Linked DNA regions of Gossypium hirsutum: region 1 is linked to region 2. Evidence: chromatin contacts called from public Hi-C data. All regions are on one chromosome and are shown on one strand. Each heading gives the region's core, a stretch centred on a gene start, on an enhancer-like site or on the middle of the called end of the contact. The rest is flanking DNA. Distances are from core to core; before and after follow the strand shown. Region 1 has its middle 7.5 kb from the start of LOC107910157. Region 2 has its middle 45 kb from the start of LOC107908423.

Region 1 (4,512 bases), core at 1,763-4,262, 430 kb before region 2:
ATTTTTATGACAAGGATGGGATATGGTGCTAGGAATTGAATGGTTAGCTACAGTGGGGGCCGGTTATCACAAATTCCTCTTCACTGGTTTTCCAGTTTACACATAATGGTTAACAAGTGAGCTGGCAAAGAGACCACTTTTCGGTTGCTCAAGAAATTCAATACAACTCCCTGCATTGATTATCATCCATACATGCCATTGCTGAATTATATCGGTTAGAATTGACCACTACTTCCACTAGGTCTGTTGCTCCACACCCAATTAATATTGCCACTATACTGGAGGAATTCTCTGATATTTTTACTAAACCTCATGGTTTGCCACCATCACGACTACGTAGTCATACTATTAATTTGCTACCAAACATGAATCCAATTCAAGTACGTCCCTACCAGTATTCTCATTTTCAAAAACAGGAGATGGAAAAATTGGTTAACGAAATGCTTCAGGATAGAATTATCCGACCAAGCATAAGTCATTTCTCTTCTCTGATTCTTTTGGTCCAAAAAAAGGGACGGTACATGACGTTTTTGTGTAGACTACCACGCTCTCAATGTTGTTACGGTTCGTGATCACTTTCCCATTCCATCAATTGATGAGTTATTTGATGAATTACATGGAGCTCATTATTTTCAAAATTGGACCTCTTAGCCAGATACTATGAAATTCGTATTCGCACCAGTGATGAATGTAAAATGGATTTTCAGACTCATGATGGACATTACGAATTTCTCATCATGCCTTTCGGCCTCACCAATGCACCTTCCACCTTCCAAGCTTTGATGAATGACATTTTTCCCCTTTCATCAGCAATTTATTCTCATATTCTTCAATGATATATTAAAATACAACACCACATTGGCCTTACATCTGCACCACCTTTGACAAGTCCTTACACTTCTTCGTCTTTGTCACTTGGTGGCAAAACAACCCAAGTGCTTATTTGGGCAAGAAACAGTAGGCTATTTGGGTCATATTATATCAACCTAGGGTGTAGTAGTTGACCTAGACAAGATTCAAGCCATCCTTGACTGGCCTACACCAACAACAATTAAGGACGTTAGGGCTTTTTTAGGCCTAGCGGTATATTATAGACGTTTCATTCGAAGTTACTATACCATAATCAATCCACTCACTAATTTGCTAAGAAAAGATGCCTTTTATTATACTTTAACAATAGGCTTGTCCTTCATTAAGTTGCAAAAACTATAACTTCAGCTTCGATCTTACAATTTCCAGAATTTTCCAAGCCTTTTAACTTGGAAACAGATGCATTAAGGATCGACATTGGTGTTGTTCTGTCTCAAGAGGGCTACCCCATAGCTTTCTTCAGTCAAAAACTTGCTCCATGCCAGCAATCAACCTCCATTTATCATTGGGAAATGTATGCCATTACCCATGCCATTGTAAGGTGGGGACAATATTTATTGGGTCGTTGATTGTCATTATTACTGATCAACAACCTTTGAAAAACCTCACTGATCAGATCATCCAGACACCTGACCAACAGAAATGGGTGGGAAAATTATTGGGTTATGACTTAAAATTATTTATCGTCCGGAGAAACACAATCAGGCACTAGCTACTCTATCATACCCTTCATCCACGTCTCTACTTGTGATTATAGGCTTAGAATTTCCCATTCTCACGGTAGTACGTGAGACCAACGAATCTCACCCTGATTTAGTCGCTTTACATAATCTCCTTCGAGTTGACCCTGAATCTTTACTTAGGTACGCGAATCATTATAGGTTGTTTTCTCACGGCCATATCATCTTTCTCGTCGATTCATCTCTTCACCAACAACTGTTAAGTGAGTTTAATTCATCTCTTGTTGGTAGCCATGTTGGAATCACTTGCACCTTCCATCGCCTCTTATCCAAATTTTTTTTGGAAAGGAATGCGTCGTGGTGTTTAACGTTATGTTTCAGAATGTCAAATTTGTCAACAAATGAAAGATTCTTCACTGCCACTGGCTAGCTTACTTTAACCCCTCCCTATTCCAACACTGGTTTTTGAAGATATTTCCATGGATTTTATTACCGGATTGTTGTCCTCACATGGAAAAACTACTATAATGGTGGTAGTTGACCGATTAAAAAAATATGGTCATTTCATGGCACTTCCTTTTATTTTTTTAGGTACCGTTTATAAGGCACCGAACTAGTAATGAGTACCCCATACCTCCCCCAAACGAATTTCCAAACAAAAGCCCTTAACAAATGCCTTGAGATGTATTTAAGTTGTTTCACTACCGATACTCCTCATAACTGGGTTGCTATGTTACCATGGGCTAAATAAGGGTACAACACTACTTATCAAACAACTATACAGAGGACACCATTCGAAGCTCTTCATGGATGACCGCCTCCAACCATTGCTCGATACATCAAAGGCACAACTGATACACCATTGGTGGAGGAATACATGTTTGATAGGGATACACTTCTGGCTCGCCTTAAGTAGAATCTTTCCAGGGCCCAAACTCGAATGAAACTCGTTACGAAAAAACACAGTCACGATTTTAATAAATTAGATTGGGCATATGTTAAACTCCAACCCTTTCACCAAAATTCGGTGCAACTTCAGCGTCATCATAAGCTTGGTCGACATTTCGTTGGACCTTTCAAAGTCCGCTGTCGTGTTGGAGCAATTTACCTTCTCCGCAAATGCAATGGGATCCCTGATAAAAAAGTTACATTTCATCTTGTTGACTCTACCAACACCGTCATTTTGTCGCCTGCAGCTATATTAAACAAATGAGTAATTGAACGATCCGATCATTCCATTGAACAATTTTTGATTCATTGGGACGGACTTCCAATTGAAGTTATAACTTGGGAGGATAAGAACCACCTTTATCAGAGTTTTCCTGACTGGCACCTTGAGGGCAAGGTGCCTTTTGAACAAGGGGTATTGTTGTGAATGAAACCATGATTGTTGTACCAGTAAACCAACCCACCATGATTGTTAAACCAGTAAACCAATTCGAGCCTCCACTAGAGCCCAACAATGCTACACAACAACGAAGACTACCATGGAGATTCACTGATTTTGTCATGTAGCACAAGTCATCAAACGCATAACGACCAGAAGAGTACTATAAAAAGATAGAAGAAATATGACTAGGGCATGCTTATTGTCAATTGGAATTTGTTTATCTTTTCTCATCTTATTCTCTTGAAAAATACTTTGAATTGTACTATTGGCTATATCACTGGAAAAGGAATTTCGTAGTCATTCAACAAATCTGCATACTTTATTTTCAAAATTGTTAGACTTTGTTGCAGAGATATGTGTACACAACAAATTACAATAAAAGAATTATTGAAATTTATTGCAAGAATTAGAAACCCCTTCTAATCTTTTTATTTTTTGAATTTAAATCCCCTTCTAATCAACTTCATAAAAATAGAGAACATAATTTATGTTAAATAGGTAGGTTATGTAGGATTAGGTTTTTTAATGTAACTAGTTTTTTTTTTCAACAAAAAAATAGGAAAGACTTTTTCATATTTAATTTATGAAATCAAAATTAATCTAATTATGTATAAAATATCATCACGGAAAAATTGTATAACTATCTTTAAACTTCAATTTATTATATTGCTGCCATGCTAATCAACTACATAAAATAGTAACTATATTTTGCAAATAAATATAATTTTCTATTTAATATGTAAAAACTTCATAAACTAATTAATTAATTATTTTGTAGTAATATAGTCTTCTATATAAGTGCTAATCAATAGATTTATATCCAATCTCTATAATAATTTAATAATTGATTGATGTAATAGCGTGAACAAATAATAAAATATATGGAAACAAATTTTTTTCATTTATAATCAATTACTAATTAGGATTTTTTTCCATTTTTTATGTTGGTTTTACAGAATATATTTGGGGTTTGTGATTATCACTTCTAGCAATAACGTCTTTAAAATTCGAATTTGAATTTTTTGGCTCTCTCTTTAGCTCTATGTCTCTTATCTCTAGGAGGTCTTCCTCCACTAGCAGGTTTTTTCAGAAAGCTCCATTTATTCTGGTGTGGATGGCAGATAGGCCTATATTTCTTGGTTTCAATGGAACTCCTTACGAGTGTTGTTTTCATATACTATTATCTAAAAATAATTAAGTTATTAATGACTTGACGAAACCAAGAAATAACCCCTCACGTGTGAAATTATAGAAGATCCCCTTTAAGATCAAACAATTCCATTGAATTAAGTATGATTGTATGTGTGATAGCATCTACTATACCAGGAATATCAATGAACCCGATTATTGCAATTTCTCAAGATACCCTTTGTTAGTTTAGCTTCTAGTTAGCTTCTAGAATCTATTTCTTAGTTCAATTACTAACTGAAATCAAGCTTGAATGACCCTTTCTCATAATGAGAATGTATATAGCCCTATTCTGGTCTGGTCCAATATGGAATAAACTTATAATCATAGAATCGATTCGATCATCAGATTATAGATTATAAGTTCATAACCCCAGCCCATTCC
Region 2 (4,624 bases), core at 366-2,865:
TGGAAAGACAAAACTCGCGCACGAACATAGGGAACAAATGGAATGACAGTAAAGAAATAATACCCAACAAAGAACGTCAGTAACAATCTCAAGAGAACCAAAAAGAACAAAAGAAAAGATAAAGAAGAAAAGAAGAAAAGGAAGAATAAAACCAAAATTAATGTGTGGAAATAGGGAAAAGTGGATGGTTAACGATGGAGTGAAAGTGGGAATTTTTGGAACAAAATTAAAAATATCAATAAAAATAAACAGATATTTATTCACAAATTTTTTTAGAAAAATAACTTTAACCCAACAACTAACAAGTGCCAAGGACAAAATGTTACACTCACACGCAACACGAGAGTCGAACACAAGACCTAAGGTAAGCTAACACCTTACCATTGATCCAATAAACTCATTCTGTCATAACTTGCTCAGAAATAAGATTTAAGCCAGAAGACTAGGAATAGGAATTGAGCTAAAAACTAACAAAATTCCAAGAGACAGGATTTGAACATAGGACCTTTCACACATAATCACAACACTAAACCACTGAACTAGATTATTTTACTTGTCACAATTTTCACAATCTTAACTCACAAATCAAGATGTAACCACTCTTGATTTCACTAACCTGATTTCTTCAAACCCAATTTTTGGGATGTGACAGCTCTTGCCTTATTTGTCAAAATGAAAATAAGATGGTGATCAGATTTTAGTTTATGTAGATGTCTTACAACTAAATTTAGTGTGAAAGGCTACCACAGATCATTACAAGGTCCTCGATCAAGCTTCTGAAATAGGTTCCCTCTGCTCCAAATGAAATACAACCCTTAATACCCTATATCGTGAAAACTATGCTAGAAAACAAACAAACCGGATCGATTGCAACCCACTTTGTGAGACTCAAAACCTCCTTTCCATTCATCACTTCTCAAAATCGTGTTGAAATCCCCTACCACTAGCCAAGGATCTTCAACCTTATCAACACTCTAACCCAAAATTTCCTATAACTGAGTAATTGTACGTAGTAGTGGACTCACATAAACAACAGAACAGAGAAATAAAGTGTGGCTTCGTAATTTCTGAACACGCATATGTATAAACTGAGGATGAGCTTTTACTACCTCAACACCTATCATTCCAGAAAATCAAAATACCACCCACAAAACCCAATGTTTCGACTCAGAATGAGTTTTCAAACCTCAGCTTTGAAATAACAATGTTAGCCTTGGTCTCACTAATTCTAGTTTCAAAGAGAGAAACAATGTTTGGACAAACTTTTGTCTTGTATTCTTTTAAAAATTTATGGAATCGAGAGTGTCCACACCCTTGACAATTCCAAAGCATTAAATTAAAATCAGAGACCATCACAAAATAGTAGGCCATGAAAGTGTTATCGAAACCCTCATATAAACTCAACACCCTTAATAGTTTCATCCTCCTTCCCGATCTCCTCTCCTCAAACACTGGCCATAGCGGTGTCATCCCCAACCTCGTTACTCAACCCTTGTAAAATATCATCTATAGCTAGAGCCACCGAAAGTGGTGACAAATCGACACCCTTGAAGCCCATTGGTTCCTACTCTGTATTTTCACCCACTTTTTCACTGATCTCTTCTCATGGCCGATGAGTTCCCTTACCCCCATACTTTGTTTTGATTTTGAGATACTATGGCAGTTGTGTCCCTCACTTCTAGTTGAAATACCTTCTTTAGCCATAAATCTAATTGCCAAAATTTTCTTTCCTTTCAACATCGGGCTAATAGCTTGAAAGTGAATGGGCTCCAAATCTCTATCCAATTCTATCGGGTCCATTCTCAATCTATCATAAAATGGATTATTTTTTGGACTCAAGGAGGATGCCTCAACCTTCTTTGATGGTTTTAGAATGTTCAAGTTGGGCTTCCATCCGTTTGCAATTACAACCCCTTTCTCTTTAGCCATAGAAACTCATTTCTTTGTGCTCCTTGTTTTATTTGGAGCCTAAATTATTCCAGCCTTTTTAACCAGTTCATTAATTCCCAAATCTTATTTCCCTAAAATCTTGGTCTCGTCATTTTCATTAAGGTAGCCCGATTTCTTTAATAATTGCTTTTGGTCTATACCTAAAATACTATAAATCTTTAATAATTCTTATTTCTGATGTGCAATATCATTTTTGTTATCGGGTAAACTACACCATTAGTAATTCTATTAGAGATAAATTTTTGATTTGGTCACTTATCTAAAAATGGTTACAATTTTTTCATTCAATTATTCAAAAGTTTTCATTTAAGTCATTAGGCTGTTAAAATCAATGCTATGTGGCTTTCTTTGTTTGCAGTGCATGCACCAATCAAAAGCTCTTTTCTCCTTTCTCCTATACATATTTTTTTTTCAAATCCAATAAAATAGTTTTGGACATCATGAATATGCGAACCAAAACTTAAACAACTTTTTTCTTCAATCTCGTAGACTAACTGTCAAATTGTCAAATTGTCAAATAGTTTTGCATGGATTGTCAAATTGTCGGTTAGAGCTTACTAGCAGAACTTTTTTTAAAAAAACCTTAACAACTTAGTGAGTTAAATAAAAACTTTTGAATAGTTTAGTAAATTAAATGAAAACTTTTGAATATTTCGGTGACCAAAGTGTAACTCTTTTAGTTAACTAAACAAAACCTTATCCATAGTTTAGTGACTAATAGTGTAGTTTACAATTTGTTAGATAACGAACAGGGGTGTGGTTTGTAGGCTTTGAACTCCAAATGGGTGCTACTTTTACAAATACTTTAGGGTAAACTATCTAGTTGGTCACCTAAAATAAAATTATTAGAATTTCATTACTTAACTTTTAGGGTATTTTTATTTTAGTCACCCAACCGTTAAATCTCTAACAGTGGTTAACTATACACGCCACATCATGTTCACACTCTCAGTTTGGTCACCCAACTTCTAAGTTGTTTTAGTTTTTGTCACCTAAAAAGGTATTAATCAGGGTAAAAAAATATTAAGAATTCAAGTGAAAAAGTGGTAGAAACTAAAATAATGCTTTAAAAATTGGCAATATGAATTTGTTTACCCTCTTGTTGAAAGTTCTATTTTTTTCAATAATTAAATTTTAAATTTATAAATATCAAAATCAATTAAATATGTTGGAGTGTAGGGATATAAATAAACTTATGAGAAATTATTGAAGGATCCAAGGCCTGTAACAATGTCATTTTCTTTAAGGTTCTATTCACCTCCATATCAATTTCTATAAAGAATTCTTTATAGAACAATCTAGGAATATAAAAGATGGTTGGAGAATAGAAAGAAACTTTGTTTCTATGTTTTTGGGTGTCATACAAATGAAAGTTCACTCCTATTTATAAGAAGCCTCATGTCTCTTCATAGAGACATAACTACTTAAATGGATAGTCATATCTTTAGCAATAAACATAATTATTCAATAGATATCTACTTGAATAATTATGATTATTCTTTAATAATCAAGTGACATAAATTTTGAATTTAAGAGGCATAACTCATCATTATAAATGGTTACAACTTTTGGTTAATAACCAAATGACACAACTTTTGGTTATTTATAACTTTTCATTTACAACTATTGGAACATTATATATTTTTTTAAAATGTTCCAACAATCTCCCCCTATTTTGAAAGTATTCTATATTTTGATAATCTTGAAAATTAATAGCATAAATGAAGGTGTCGTACGTTTGAACCTTCACTTAGTGAAAGCATATTAAAGTTAATAAAAATTGCATGGTAGACTATGCTTTGAACTAGTTATTCCATTTGACTAATCGAACATATCTCATACAATGATTTCAACACCAATCAATGCACAGTATTCAGGGACACTATTATGACCGTGCGTCTGTAACCTCTTTTCATGAGTGTTGTTAGAGCCAAGCCTCTGAGCTCCTAGAAGCGGCCACGCTTCCACTCACATAGGTAGACCCCATCAAGAGTGTTCCCGTAATTATAACACTCTAACATATTTATGTTATGGGTCTATTAAAAGTATAATAGTCTCATGCTTTCCTTGCCATTACGGGTACCTAGCACTTTTTCCCTTGGGATGATTATTATATATTATTTTATAGTGCTAGCAGTCACATACTGTTGATATACCCTGTCTCATTGAACTTAAGACTTGATGTTATACCAAGCGTTAGTTGAGTTTCAATCATAAATGACTCAAATATTATAGGCTTGTACCTCATCCCTAAATTTCAAAATTTCAACTTAGCTGTGTTAATTATCTATACCACATGGTAAAACTTTATATTTATTTGTTTCTTGAAAATTCACAAGACCAACATCCCCACTATGTTCAATTACCTATTCTTTCACAAAATAATGTTATCAAGGATATCTTTTCTACTATTGTCAAATTACAATGATCACTTTATCTTTTCTTACCATGATGATTTCATATTTGGCTACTTTATTTATTTCTTGATATCCAAGAAACTAATTTAACAATCACAAAATATATAAAACCATACATCATGTCTTTTTCACCAAGTAAATTGTTGTAAAGAGGCCTCAAATCTCTTGGTGAAACTAGACAACATATTTTCTATTTGTCATAGCTTCTTTTCAAAGTCAATGCATGAATTTATTTATTTATTTTTTATTTTTTCCAT

Evidence for each region. Hi-C and Micro-C count contacts between places; a contact is called where the count stands out from the background.
Region 1: a contact with region 2 is called in a Hi-C map of leaf, with 3 times the contacts expected there. The contact joins two enhancer-like sites. A contact is called at or near these places in 3 of 34 Hi-C or Micro-C datasets (hypocotyl, leaf and petal).

The regions. Positions count from the first base shown.
Region 1 is chrD02:42,115,836-42,120,347 of Gossypium_hirsutum_v2.1, reverse strand. No RefSeq gene overlaps it. Among protein-coding and RNA genes, the nearest start is that of LOC107910157, 7.5 kb to the left of the region's middle. Within about 2 kb of position 3,012, at least 4 of the 9 cell types and tissues checked have an H3K27ac peak or open chromatin away from gene starts, as enhancers often do.
Region 2 is chrD02:41,680,447-41,685,070 of Gossypium_hirsutum_v2.1, reverse strand. No RefSeq gene overlaps it. Among protein-coding and RNA genes, the nearest start is that of LOC107908423, 45 kb to the right of the region's middle. Within about 2 kb of position 1,615, at least 8 of the 9 cell types and tissues checked have an H3K27ac peak or open chromatin away from gene starts, as enhancers often do.